2 separate regions of the Mus musculus genome follow, and region 2 is linked to region 1. A link is a contact called in public HiChIP or PLAC-seq data. All regions are on one chromosome and are shown on one strand. Each heading gives the region's core, a stretch centred on a gene start, on an enhancer-like site or on the middle of the called end of the contact. The rest is flanking DNA. Distances are from core to core; before and after follow the strand shown.

Region 1 (6,853 bases), core at 1,498-3,997:
AGTGTGTAGGTGGCCTCCGAGGACAGAGACAGCCTCGGATCCCCTAGAGCAGGCGTTAACAAGTGATCAGGAACTGCCATATATTTGCTGGAAACCAAACTCAGGTCCTTCTAAAAGCAGGACAGGTTGGTTTGCTTGCTTGCTTGCTTGCTTGCTTTTTCCAGACAGGATTTCTTTGTATAGCATTGGCTGTCTTAGACCTAGCTCTGTAGACCAGGCTGGACGGAGAAAGATGCACCTGCCTCTGCCTCCCGACTGCTGGAATCCATTGCTTGGCTGTCTCAGTTCCACCAGCTGCCCAAGTAATAATGTAGAGACTCTTCATTAACTATGAAAATATTGCCTTGTTCCCAACTAGCTCTTATACTTAAATCGGCCCATTTCCACTAATCTATGTCCTACCACATGGCTCGTTACTGGCACTTGTTTCTTCCTCTGGCTGGCAAAACTCCTGCCTCAGACACTTACCCAGAGTTCCTCTCTGCCCTGATGTCCCACCTATTCTCTCCTGCTTTGCTAGAGGCTGTTCAGCTCTTTACTAAACCAATCAGAAGGTGATGGAAAAGATGCTTGCAAAACTGAGATACAGGTGATGCTTCATACAAAAACAACCTTTGCACAGTGCACAAGGGATTAGCCCAACAGGAATCAAAGACATGCGCCGCCGCTGCCGCCGCAGACCCTAACCACTGAACCATCTCTCCAGTCCTCACGCTATTTGTTTCTAACTAGAAAACACAAATGGAGTTAAAGGAGAATAGTGCAGGCAGTCTTCCGCAGTGGTTATCGTCTCCGAGGTGACCCAGGTGGCTGAGGAAAGTTGCTACAGAAAGGGCCCAGGCACATGTAGAGTTTGACTTTTTCACCTGAGGGAAGAAACTCGGCCAGCTGTTCACTTTCTGCGTGTCAGGAAGCCCCATCACACAGAGTTTTGATGGAGAAAGAGCATTTTAGATGCAGAAAACCTTCTGTGTGCAGAGATACCTCCTTTCAAACATGATTAGTCTGTCTTGTCTGTAGCTTTCTGTTCAAATTATTTGTGATTCTACTAAGGAAAAACATTTCTTTGTAGCCACAACAGTCGTCTGAGCGGATGCAAATGAGCGTGTGAAGGGTTGAATTACCAACAGGGGACACTCCGGGCAGATCATCCTGGGTGCTGTCTGTCCTAGCTGGGTGAGTGCAAAGGACAGAGAGCCAAGCAAGGCTGCCATTTACTCTGTCTTTGGTAGAGATGGGAAGAAGACACAGAAGCCATTCCCAGAATCTTCTAGAAGTAATTTCTTAGAACCTTCTGGTCCACTCTGAGAGCTTCCCACAGCTTCTGGAGTGTCCCGCTACCTTGTAACATAGGCGTTGTTTCACTGAACAGATTTGTAAGTAGGCAGCATGGAACCTTGGGAAAATCACATCTCCAGGACAAGGGCAGATGCCTCTGTGGGGGTGAAGCCTACGAGAGACCCCAGTTCCTCTAGGCTGGCTGCCTGACGAAGGGACCATATGAACAGCTTCTTAGCTCTGTTCTCCTGTGAGAACAGAGTAAGCAGAGACCTGCACCCCATGTTGCCTTTTGTCTGAGAAGGGAATGTCGGGGGGGGGGGGGAGGGAACTTTCCAGAAAGAAGGGTTTCTTGGCTCTTGGCTTCTGGAGTCACAGAGATTCACAGCTTGGAGTCAGAGGGAAGGGTCAAATTGTGCCAATCAGTGGAGCTTGGCTCCGAGTTCTGCTATACCAAACCTAACGGTCATAAAGCGCTGGCCCCACAGACTAGCCATGACCAGTGGTGGACATCATTCTCTTACACGCCACCCTGCACAAGGTAAGGGTGCGTCAGCTTCAAATGTTTGTCTTTAATAATATAGAAATTATTAATTAATATAATAATTAGTCACTTGTCTCTAATAATAAAGATAGCAATTAGATAATTAAAAGCTAGTCACATACAAGGCTCTGGTCAGAAGGGAACTAGAAAAACACAGAGTCAAACACTTCAGGGTATTAGCCACCGCTTTTAAGAGTAACGCTTCTTGGGACTGGAGAGCAACACTCAAGACTCTGCACTGCTTCTGCAGAGGGACCTGGATTTGTCTCCAGTCGCGGGTGGCTTACAGCTGCCTGTAACTCCAGCTCCAGGGCCCCATGGCCTCTTCTTGTCTCTGCGGTATTCCTCCCGTGTGTGCATCCACCCACGAAGACACACAAACACACGGCTTTTTAAAAATTAACTTTAAAAAAAAATCTAAAACTAAAAAGTAAAGAATTCTAAAAGAACTAGACAATTGGGTCCATGTGGAAGAGAAAACTGGGCCTTTAGAGACAGAACAGAACCAATGTCCACCACCAATGTCTCGTTTCTGCACCAGAGCATCAGGAAAAGGAACACCCGGGAGAAGTAATCACAAACAGGGCGTCCAAGGACAACTATTCTTAAAACTGAGCTCTGGTGTCTTAAGCAGACAAGCTTACTTTTCCTGAGCAATAGAAGAATAAGCAACAAGAAAAAGGGAAAGAAAAAGGAATTAGGACATTAAATGTAAACGCCGTGGTGGATGCCTGAAGAGTGCCGATCCCCCTCCCAGCCAAACACTGTGACCGGCTGTCTCTTCTGTTTTCTCCCCAGAGAATTAAGAAACGACTGTATGATAATTCATTTGCCTTTAGCACAGGAACCACAAGGATATAACCACATATTACTCAAAAATGGGGAGTTCATGTCACATTATTTTCCGTTGGTGAGTAATGGACGGGAAACGGGAAATGTCACTAGAAGGCTGGCCGGCCATCTGGTGGGAGCTTTCCTGTGACCACGGCAGCTGATCAGTGTGGAAAGACTACAGCAGCGGGGTCTCAAGCTGTTAGGCTTCTCCAGGGAACTTGGGTTCATGCATGGAAGGCAGGCAATAAAGTCCAATTATTCTGGATGCGGCTGCAAAAGGCGTATGAAAATTATCTCACGCAGGGCAACGCTGCCGCTAAGTGTTTTTTAAAACAGCCATCAGTCATCCCAGGTAACGGAATCAAACAAGCCAATCCATCTCAGAGGAATGGCTCATTAATCAAAAGGTGGTGGTGAGATGCTGGCAATCTTTCATTGTTCCACGTGTGATATTTTAAATCCGACGTGCTGACAGGATGGTTGGTGGGTAGGAAATTATCACACCCAAGGAGGACTGCCAAACTCCACAGTGCCAGACCACTTGTGGGTCATCATTTATCACGGATCCCTGGTTTGCCCTGCTGAGGCGTTGGAGTCTTACCCAGTAGACATGGAGCCTGTAGTTGAAAACTTGACAGTGCTATAGACTCTTACTATTGAGTAATTGAAACTTTGGGGGAACCGTGAGGGCCCCTGGGGGCCTCAGAGCAGAGTCTTGACCATGGCTTCCCTAGACTCCAGAGGTCCTGATGCTCACAGCTGGGTCAGGGCAGGGCAGGGCAGGTCTATGAGGATGCGATTTCTTCTCAGCCCTCAGAGTTGCCGCTTCAGGAGCGCAGTAAGACTCTGCTACTTAGCTTGGGAAAGCCTGCAGAAAAGATTAATCACAACAGAAAGAAATTCTTCTGGTGTATGATTGAGCTAACTTCATGAGCGTCGAGTGCTAGCGGTTGCCTTGTGGGGCTTGACGTTTATTTAAATTGAGCATGCTTTTAAAAACAGTAATAACTAAGGGCTTCATCGGGTTCCGTTTGTCTCTACCTCAGTACAGATGAAACCCTCCACGGTCCTGCTGGGCTTTGTCTTGTGGGCTAATAAAGTCCACAGACTTTCCTAGGCTTAGTTTTGCCTAGAGGGAGGCGCCATGTGAAGAATTGAGTAAAAAGGGGAGATAGCTCAGCTGGGGAGATGGCTTACCCAGTGAGGTGCACAAACAGGGGACCCTGAGTTCAGTCCTTAGCAGGCATGGAAACACCAGGCTCCATGGCACAGAGCGTGTTCATAATACCAGGCCTGAGTGAGGGGCCTGGTAGGTCCCCAGAGCTCACTGCCTTCCCCCAATCAATGAGGTCCCGGTATAATGAGGCCCTGTCTCCAAAACTGAGATGGAAAGTGACTGAAGAAGTCACCTCTGGCCTCTGGCAGGCATGAACATGTACAGATGCATACAGGTCACACAATAATAGTAACAGCAATAATGAACTACGGGGACTGAAAGCTCCTGTTGGAGGGAAGTGAATTGGTGACTATGATGAGAGTTCATAGTGATTTAGTAGTTCGTTACTCTCCTAGATGTCAATGAAGGGTTTGGCTTTTGCTCTAAATGGATACTTTTAATTTGCCAACTAAAATTATTAAAAATATAACTTTTTTCTTTAAAAAAAAAAAGAAATCTACTTTCTTGTATAAGAGTGTAAGCACTTGTCAGTGCGCATGTACACATGTGTAGGCAGGTGTGAGTACACATGTGTATATGTGTGTGCAGGTGCCACAGAGGCCTAAAGAGTGCTTAGAACTAGGGTTACAGGGGTCTTACATGGATGCTGGGATTTGAACTCTGATCCTCAAGACTGAGTGAGCAGCCAGTGTTCTTAACCACTGAACTATTTCTTCAGCCTCAGAGCCATCATCAGCTCTCAACAGTCCTGTTTCTCCTTAATAAGAACATCTTGAGGTTGAATGGTTAAAACGCACCCAACTTCTACATAGGTCAGCTCTGAGCATCATTCAGAGCCTTGAGTTCCATCTAGTGCACTGGGTGTGGTGGGAATATCTGCAATCTCAGCATGTTCAAGGTCATTCTCAGCTGTACGGTGTGCTTGAGGCAAGCCTGAGTCACAAGAGACTCCATCTCAAACACAAACAACAAACAAATAAAAAGATACCACAGTCAGCCACCAGCAGACAAGAGAATGCGGGGTCCCCAGTAGTTCTTTGCTACCGTTCCCAAGACAGGCTTTCTGTGTGGAGGGCAGTGGTGTGGCTGGTGAAGGCAGACACCGATGGTCTCTTTTTTCACTCAGAGGGCATTTGCTGTAGGCACCCCACACATGTGCCCCACCTGTGGTAGCACACCCTGCCCTCCCTAGGCTGTGGTTTGCCAGCTCTGGAAGTCAACATTTGAAGTCTCTGCCAAATTTCCAAAAAGTCCCATCTGGCCCCTCTCACCCTCCCAGCCCTGTGTCCCACTCTGTCACCAGCCCTCCTGTCCCCATCTGATTTGCTCAGTGTTTTCTGAGCAGTCACTCCACCATCCCATTCCTGGCCCAGAGACGACCCTCTGCCATCCTCCCATCCTTCACAACTCAGTTTGATGTTGGGTGTGATGAAGAAGACCTGTTGTCCCAGAATTTGGGGAGCTGAGACAGGAGGATGGAAAGTTCCAAGTCCACCTGAACCACACAGTAAAGAGCCTGTGTGGGGGCTGCTTTTGTTTTGACACAGCCTATGGCCTAAGAAGGAAGTCTCGTCGAAGGGTCTGCATCAGATGGGCGCCTCTGGGAAGGACCGACTAGATTTTCCTAGTTGATGTGTGAAGACCACCGTGAAAGGGAGCAGAGCCCTGGTCTGAATAGAGAGAGCCATGGAGTGGAAGACACGTGTGTGTGCACTTTTCTCTGCTCTCAGTTGTGAACATGACATGAATGACCGAGTCAGGTTGACGCCATCTTGCTACGATGGACTGAAACTTCGATTTCTAAGACAGACTGAACGGTTCCCCACCTAAGATGTTTTGTCAGGGTGTTTTATCACAGTCACAGAAATGGAGCTGGGTCACCCTGTCTCAAGACAGTCAGTCCGCTTAGGAAGAGTCTGCTTTCTCCTGTCTCAGATTGGTTCTTCTCTGGGAGCTCATTGACAGGCCTAACTCACAGAGCACCTATCTCTGGGTGATCGAAGGTCCACAGAGAAGGTTCTGGGCCCTGGGAGCCAGAAGCAATCAGGGTGGCCCAAAAGCTGAAAGTTAAACAAGGCTCTGAACTCTGTGCATGGATGCACAGGCTATGGCTACCTGAGGAAAGGTGTGCTCTCAAGTCACCTGGGCCACGAGCATCATCCCTCCATAAATCATGGATGCTGCAGAGGTCGCTGGCAGTGTCTCTGCACTGTCCTGTGTCCTGTCCTCTCCACTGCCTGCCAGTCCCGCTGTATGTCATATTCAAATACCAATGCCAGCGTTTGCCCTAATGGGCTAAGTCCATCAGGTCCTGGGCATGTGACCATGCCTATCAAAGTGTCAGCCACCTTACCCATTGTCCTAATGTCTGGGCTCTGTTGGCTTCTGTGCCAAGCAAAGATGTCCTGTCTACTGGCTTGAAGAAAGGAGTCTTGTTTACACCCAAACCAACTCTTCCCTTCCCTTTTGCAGGTTAGATTTGGAAACCAGCACCTTATACTGCTGAAGGGCTGGTAGCCGGTAGAGGGCTGTTGGGCTCTGCTCCGTGTTGAGGTGGCCTGTACCCCAGTAATGCGTGTGGAGGTGGCACTCAGGACAGGAGAAGGCAGAAGACAGTCAGGGAGGTTGTCCTAGTTCTTCACTGCCCTGAGGCCAGGCACACAGATCGTTAGTGTGAGAGCAGGCAGCCAAGAGAGGCAAAGATCTCACCACTAGTCATTTGGGGTGATGGCAAGTCTACTTTGTACTAGGACACTTCCTGGAGTGCCTTTAGATAGGGTTTACACTCATAAAGTCGGCCCCTGTTTACAAAGGCCCGAGTGATCTCAAAACAAAGATTTTAAACTATTTTTTAAAAAAACTCCATCTATTTATTATTGTTCGTATGGGTGTTCTGCCTGCATGAGTGTCTGTGCACCATGTGGATGCCCAGTGCCCACAGAGTCTGGAGTCATCAGATATCCTGAGACTGGAGTTGCAGGCACTGTGAGCCACCATGTGGGTGCTGAGACTAGAACTCA
Region 2 (7,075 bases), core at 1,013-3,512, 660 kb before region 1:
CTGTGTGATGAAAGAGGAGTCCCCAACATGTTGGATCAATAAAAATCCTCATGCATTTTGCAGCAATGGCGGCGGTCTCTGTGATCCTGTGAGTAAGGGTCTTTTGATAAACTCCAACAGTGCCTCATTCTGGACTGTTTCCTTTTGTGCACTGAACTTCTTCCCCTTGTAGATGTCTTTTCCACATGTCTTACACCTCATGTTGAAGGGGGCCATCAGCCATACCACATACTGCCGGTCCTTGGGTAACTTGAGTTTTGGGATCTTTGATGGGTCAAAGTCAGGTGGGTAGTATTTAAAACTTTCTGTTCCGACATCTCTGCTTCCTGTTCAACAAACAAGTGAAGAAGCTGTTCTCTTAGTCCTCGCAGAGTTTCTCTGATTACGGTAATTCTGCTTAGTCTGTAGTCCAACGAATAATGGGCAGCTGTGGATAGGAAGTCCAATCGTCTACCAGTTACTCAGTCCCTCAAGGCTACTTGTTTCAGCTGGTAGATTCCAACAGATGTGCTGGCAAGTAAATGCAAGCAGAAGAATTCTTGAGTGAATCTTCCTTCTTCCAATGACCTCATGTAGGTCTCCAGCAAAAGGTGTGGCCCAGGTTAAAGGTGTGTACCACCATGCCTGGATCTGTGACTTGCTTTGTCCCAGATGACCTTGAACTCAGAGATCTCCTTGCCTTAGTCTTCTGGGATTCATAGCCACTGTGCCTCAAGATCTCCGTGCCAAGATCCAGGTCAGAAGCTTCTATCTCCCAGCCTCAAGATCAGGATCACAGGTGAGCCTTCCAATTCTGGATTGCAGTTCATTCTGGATGTACTCAAGTTGACAACCAGGAATAGCCACTATACCCCCTGATACACAGGCAAAACTGTTCCACTTCAGGAAATATCCTTGCATTATTCTTGTTGCTGTATGATGAAACTTCTCTGCCTTTCTTCAGTAACTATTACTTTCTCTGGAATGTTTAGGGTATATACTTTGAAATTTAGTTTTGTTGAGTTGTAACATTTTTCTGCATGCAATTAACTACCTGCTTATCTAAAGAAATTTTCATTCTAAAGTTCAAACCTCTTTTTTGCACCATTTATTTATTCGAGGCAGGGACTTTTTCATCTGTTTCCCTGACACAGGGTACCGTGCATCCCAGGTTGGCTGAGGATGACAGGCTTCTGGCCCTCTGCTCTTCTTGCCTGCTCCTCCAAGTGCTCCAGCACAGCTCGGCTGGCCTGCTGGGCACAGCGCAGCGCAGCCTCACTCACAATGAGCAGTCACTCTGTCAACTCACCTAAACCTCCAGCACCTAGGTGGGGGTTTTCCCTCTTTTCTTTCCTCCATCAATCCTACAGATTCTCTGGGCTTTCTCTAAGACATCAGGTCAGCAGGCATTTTTTTCTGCTGTGTTTTTTTTAACTATCTACGTAATGCTCTGTTATTCAGTTTTTCCTTTTTAAACGGTTTTAAAGATTATTTTTATTTTATTTTATATATATGAGTGTTTTGTCTGCATGTATGTATGTATGTATGTATACCATGTATGTGCCTGATGTCCATGTAGGTTCTGGAATTACAGTTAAAGTGATTGTGAGCTGTCGTGTGGGTGTTGTGGGCTGCAGCCAATTCATTATGTGCTCTTAAGCACTAAGCATCTCTGCAGTCAGCATGACAGCTAGCATCGATAAATCCAGCACTTCACATACCAAGGCTGAAGATTTGGGGTTCCAAGCCATCCTGAGCTTGGATGCAATCAAAAACCTACGTCAAAATAACAATAACAACAACAACAACAACAAAAGCAGCAGCAACAAAGGTGGCAGTGCCGACGCTGACCTCTACACCAGTGAGGAATCTGCATACTTGTCTGATAATCTTTGCGAAAACGGTAAATCTATACAGCGTTATATAAAATGTACTGCTATGAGGGAACAGCGAGATGGCTCAGTGAGTGCAAACCATCTGAGTTTGATCCCTGCATCCCACAAGGTGGCAGTAGAGAACCTACTCCTGACCGCTGTCCTCTGACCTCCACACAGCAGACGTAAAACACTCCCGGGAGGCTGGGATTCTGTCCTCAGGAAGCATTCTCTCTCTCTCCTGTTCTCAGGAAGGAGGTCAAAATATAGATTAAAATAAATAAGATCTCCTGTATTTTCATCTTCCCCAATTTTCCTTTCTTTTGTCCAAGATGATTCCACAACTGCTCAATTGGAGTCTATTTACAATAGTCTCTGCTTTGGCCAGAAAGGCAGCTTTAACTGGTTTTGGGAATCAGGAAACGCATACACACTTTGTTGGCTTCTCTGATATTCTCAGACTCGCATGATATGCTTCTGTGGGAGTCTTTGCTGGTAAACTTGGAACTCTTGGGATTCTTATTAAGCCCACTGTGCTTCCTTTCTTCTGCACAAACCCTGATACCACACCACTGTGATAGTTACTACATTGCTCCTACCCACTTCTCTCTACTGTTTTCCACCAAGTATCGTAGATGCGTTTATGGCATTGGAGGTTTTACCCATCTAGGTGTTTTCTGCCCACTTTTAGAGGAAAAAGGAAGTACCTATGTTAAGCTGTAACTCTGTAGAACCCTCACAGTATTTTGTATGTGTATGTGCATATTCATGTGTGTCTGGTGCCTACCAAGGCCAGATGAAGTGCCAGATCCACTAGAACTGGAGCTCTGGGTGGGAATCACACCAGTGCCTTCTCAAAGAGCGGACTCACTTCGCCAGGCCCTCACTCTCTTAGGTGTACAATGGGCTGGTCGGTATTTGTCAACTTGATACAACCAGACATATCTGAGAAGAGGGGATGCTAATATAGAAAATGCCTCTGTAAGACTGGTCTAAAAGACCAATCTGTGGAGTACTGTCTTGATTACTGACTGAAGGAGGGGGACCTAGCCCACTGTGGGTGGGGCCACCCCTAGGGAGGTCATCCTGGATGGCTTAAGAAAGCAAACTAAACAAGTACAGCAGCAAGCACATTTCACCACTGCTTCTGCTTCAGGTGGTTCCTGACTTCCTTCATTGATAGACTACGATGTGAAACTGTAAGCTAAAATAAGCTCATTCCTCCCCAAGCTCCTTTTGGTCATCATATTTTATCACAAAAAAAAGAAGACACCTAACTAGACAGACATTTACAAATTGGCCTTAAAATAAAAATAAAACGCTATAAGGACCAGTAAAATGGAATTTCCCCAAAACCCACACTGTAGTGAAGAACTGGCTAAGGCACGTGATCTTCTGACGTCCACGGGCACACTGTGGCAGAAGAGCATACCCACACATAGATAACGTCATTTTAAACATGTAATGAAAGTAAACATCTGCTTTTTTCTAAATTTAGTAGAGGTCTTACTACGTGTCTGTGTTCAGATATTTTTAAAGATTTATTTATTATATGTAAGTACACTGTAGCTGTCTTCAGACACACCAGAAGAGGGCGTCAGATCTCATTACAGATGGTTGTGAGCCACCATGTGGTTGCTGGGATTTGAACTCAGGACCTTTGGAAGAGCAGTCAGAGCTCTTAACCACTGATCCATATCTCCAGCCCTCATATTTTTATTTTATACTATATTTCATAAAAAACTTTATACTGTGTATGCACATGACACAATCAGCATTGCTTCTGCTTAGAAAATAAAAGCTAAAATCACAAAACAAGACCTGAAAAGAAATGGCAAATAATGAGGACCAGACCCTGAAGAGTGCATGCAGCAGACCATGAGAGCGGCTTGTGCATGAACTCTGGTAAGATGGCAGCTCTCCTGGAGACCCTGCAGACACACGTGGAGCAAAGGGTTCTAAGCACAGCCCTGGCCTGTAACGCAGGAAAAGGAGCCGCCATGACTTTTCACCTTCTGTGTATCTGAAACAGCTGAGCAGACGCTGCACCTCATGCTCCAGACAGTGCTCTCCCTGCCAACCCGATACAGCACTCCCTGCAACAACACTGCCACCAGAGACCCCAGGAAAGCCTAATGCTGGAAAGTGAGAGCTTATGTGACTTACATTAGTGAGAGCTTTAGAGTGTTCCAAATCACATGACCTGAGCTACATGCTCTTCAATACCTGTTAGTCATTTGTAAAACTGAGAATATTAATTTAAAAAACAGCTGGAGGCTGCAGAGTTAGCTCAGTGGTTAAGAACACTTGTTTTTCTTGCACAGGGCCCAGATTTGATTCCCAGCACCCAAATAGTGGTTCACAACCACCTGTAACTCCAGTCCCAGGGGATCCAATGTCCTCTTCTGTCCTCTGAACTGACCAGGCATACAGATGGTACAGAGGCACACATGCAGGCAGAACACTCATACATATGAAATAAATCTAAAGAACAGCTAAGCATGGTGACAAATATGTAATTCCGGAACTCCAAAGGCAGAGGCAGGGGAGGGGTGGGAAGGGGATGTCTGTGAGTACTAGACCAATCCTGGTCTACAAATGACGTTCCAGATGGCTAGGGCTATATAACAAAACAACCCTGACCCAAAAAGGTGGGGTAGGGGGAAACTGTGAATAAGCAATATCGAACTTAAACTAGGAAATGCACATGATAAATAAAAAAGGTTCAAAGAAGCACATGCCACAACTAATCCATCCCTAAGACCATTTAAGTTATTTCCAAGTAATCTAGACCTACCCACGTGACAAAGTTGGTGAGATTTGGTTTGTCTGCTATGTATTGTAATGCTAAATTCTATACCCAAAGATCTAGGCTTGCGAGGGAGTTCTCATGCTTACAATTTTTTGTTTTGATTTAAAACTATTAGTTAAATAAAATTGGCCATAGCCAATTACTGGGGTTACTAGAGGTAGGTGAGTTTGGAGTGACCTGGCGGGGGGGAGAGAGAGGAAGGAGGAGGAGGGAAAAGGACAGGGTAGAAGGAGGAAGCCGCCATGAGGGGAGAGGAACCATGAGCACAGGGCCAGGAGAAACAACAAGTGTCTGGGATTCACTGCTGGGGAGGTAGCCAGGCCAGCAGTTAGAAGAGAACATTAGAGGTTACCCCCCTAGTAATTGTCAAAAGCCAAATAAAATAGCTATAGTCTGAGTCTCATTTATTTATAAGCTAGTCAGGGATAAGCTTAAATTGGTTGTACCTCACAAAGTGACAGTAGGTCACTCAATGATGGGACAGTAGTCAATAGTAACATCAAACGCATGCTACCCAAGCTCACCATCATAAATGTATTCAATATGATCTCAACTGACACTGGCAGAGGCTGGGAGGAGGGGGTGCACTGGGGGAGGGGGGGAGACGGGACACAGGGACTGATGGGAATGTGCCATAGTTCAAAAGACAGAAGACAGTTCTGTTGTTATGATCATGACCAAAGCAACTTAGGAGGAAAGAGTCACTCCCAGGTCACTTGATCACTGAGAGAAGTCAGAGCAGGAGCTCAAGAGAAGAACTGAAGCAGAAGCCATGGAAGAGTGCTGCCTGCTCAACCTGCTTTCTTTCCTGTAGAATCCAGGAAGCTCAGAGTGAGGCCGATCTCAGCTACAAGACACCCTGTTTTGCAGGGAGGTGGTGTAAAATGGGGCATGCGCTCTGAAACTACTTCAAATGATCTCTTAGGGGTGTGGGTGTGGTCACAGCAGCAAATAATCAACATCAGGTGTCTTCTACTGGCCTCTACCCCCCCCACACACACACACACACGAAAGAAGGAAAGGAAAGGAAAGGAAAGGAAAGGAAAGGAAAGGAAAGGAAAGGAAAGGAAAGGAAAGGAAAGGAAAGGAAAGGACAGGACAGGACAGGACAGGACAGGACAGGACAGGACAGGACAGGACAGGACAGGACAGGACAGGACTGATTCAGCTGGGCTGGGTGGAAAATAAGTTCTAGAAATCTTCCTGTCTCCATTTGCCCAGGGCTGGGAAAGCAAGCACCTTGCCAAATGAAGCATTCCTCCACCACCACTACAATTTTCTAAGTGACTAGCATGTCACTATTAATGTGCTTTTTAAAAACAAACATACAAACAAACAAAAAACTACTTTGATAAAGAAATCCGTTAAAACAGAGCAGAACCAACTGTCATAAGGAACAAGTTTTCCAAAATAATGATCTATAGGATGTAAATGAGTAAAAATCAAAATATAAAGGGTATCCTTTGATAACACACACTGAAGTCTGCTGGCCTCACGGGCTCCTTCGGCAAGAGGCTTTGTTAACGTGCACCAGGACTCTGAGAAGTTTGCTTCCTTCCAGCCCCATATCTAAGGAATGATCCAGTATCCAAATCAACTCAATGTGGTTACTTGTAGGCCCTTGGATTACAAGTGCCCCCAAGTGGGATGTTACATCCTATCATTAAAATGTTTTCTGAATGGGAAGAAGGAGTTATGTAGGAGAGACAACCAGGAGGCAGTCACTTGAGTCTAAAGCTGGCAGTCGGGATGAGTACACCGAAACCAAACAGACATCTGCAAGTGAGGGACTGGGTGATTCAGTGGGTAAAGGAACCTGCAGTCCTGAATTCAATCTCAGGACCCATATGGAGGACAGAGAGAACTGACTTCCACAGTAGGCACACTGAGGCACACACAACTAAGTAAAAACCGTTGAGAACATCCATTTAGTTTACACTCATGCCCACTGTCAGCCTTACCCACTGGGACACTTCATTGACCCTAGACTCATCTTTGTAACATGGGCACTGAGCTGTCGGATGAAGCCTGAGAACATGCTATTTTTGCTGTAGGTTTGAACTCAATGGGTAAATGCTAAAATGTATGACACACACCCATTCCATGACTTATGTTCTTATACCCCTTTGCTCTAAAGGAAATATGACCCTAAATACATACCCAGTTAGAGGCACAACACCTATTACAGTACCTGTTTCAAAACAAGTTTTAGCCAAATAAATGTTTTACATGTATTCTTCCAAACTTCAAAAGAAATGGACTACTTAATTCCAAGTTCTGGTTCCATTTAACACAACAAAAGGAGCCTGACTTTACCATGTATGGCACAGGCAACCAGAACACACCTGTGCTGGAGACACACAGGTTTGACTGGCTTAGTGTTCAATAACTCTTTCCTTGTCTCTTTCTT

The links. HiChIP or PLAC-seq counts read pairs in DNA pulled down with a chosen protein or histone mark.
Region 2: a contact with region 1 is called in an H3K4me3 HiChIP or PLAC-seq map of bone marrow-derived macrophages, with 6 times the contacts expected there. The contact joins two enhancer-like sites.

The regions. Positions count from the first base shown.
Region 1 is chr16:93,953,510-93,960,362 of GRCm38.p6, reverse strand. Gm31012 (a long non-coding RNA gene) reads right to left here. Exons shown (of 2, transcript XR_385072.3): 2 at 2,641-3,524. It also overlaps a transcript of Cldn14 not described here. Among named protein-coding and RNA genes, the nearest start is that of Cldn14, 27 kb to the right of the region's middle. Within about 2 kb of position 2,747, at least 26 of the 459 cell types and tissues checked have an H3K27ac peak or open chromatin away from gene starts, as enhancers often do. A contact at or near this core is called in bone marrow-derived macrophages, where this site is marked.
Region 2 is chr16:94,613,623-94,620,697 of GRCm38.p6, reverse strand. All of the region lies in intron 2 of Dyrk1a (dual-specificity tyrosine-(Y)-phosphorylation regulated kinase 1a), which reads right to left. Among named protein-coding and RNA genes, the nearest start is that of Dyrk1a, 47 kb to the right of the region's middle. Within about 2 kb of position 2,262, at least 35 of the 459 cell types and tissues checked have an H3K27ac peak or open chromatin away from gene starts, as enhancers often do. A contact at or near this core is called in bone marrow-derived macrophages, where this site is marked.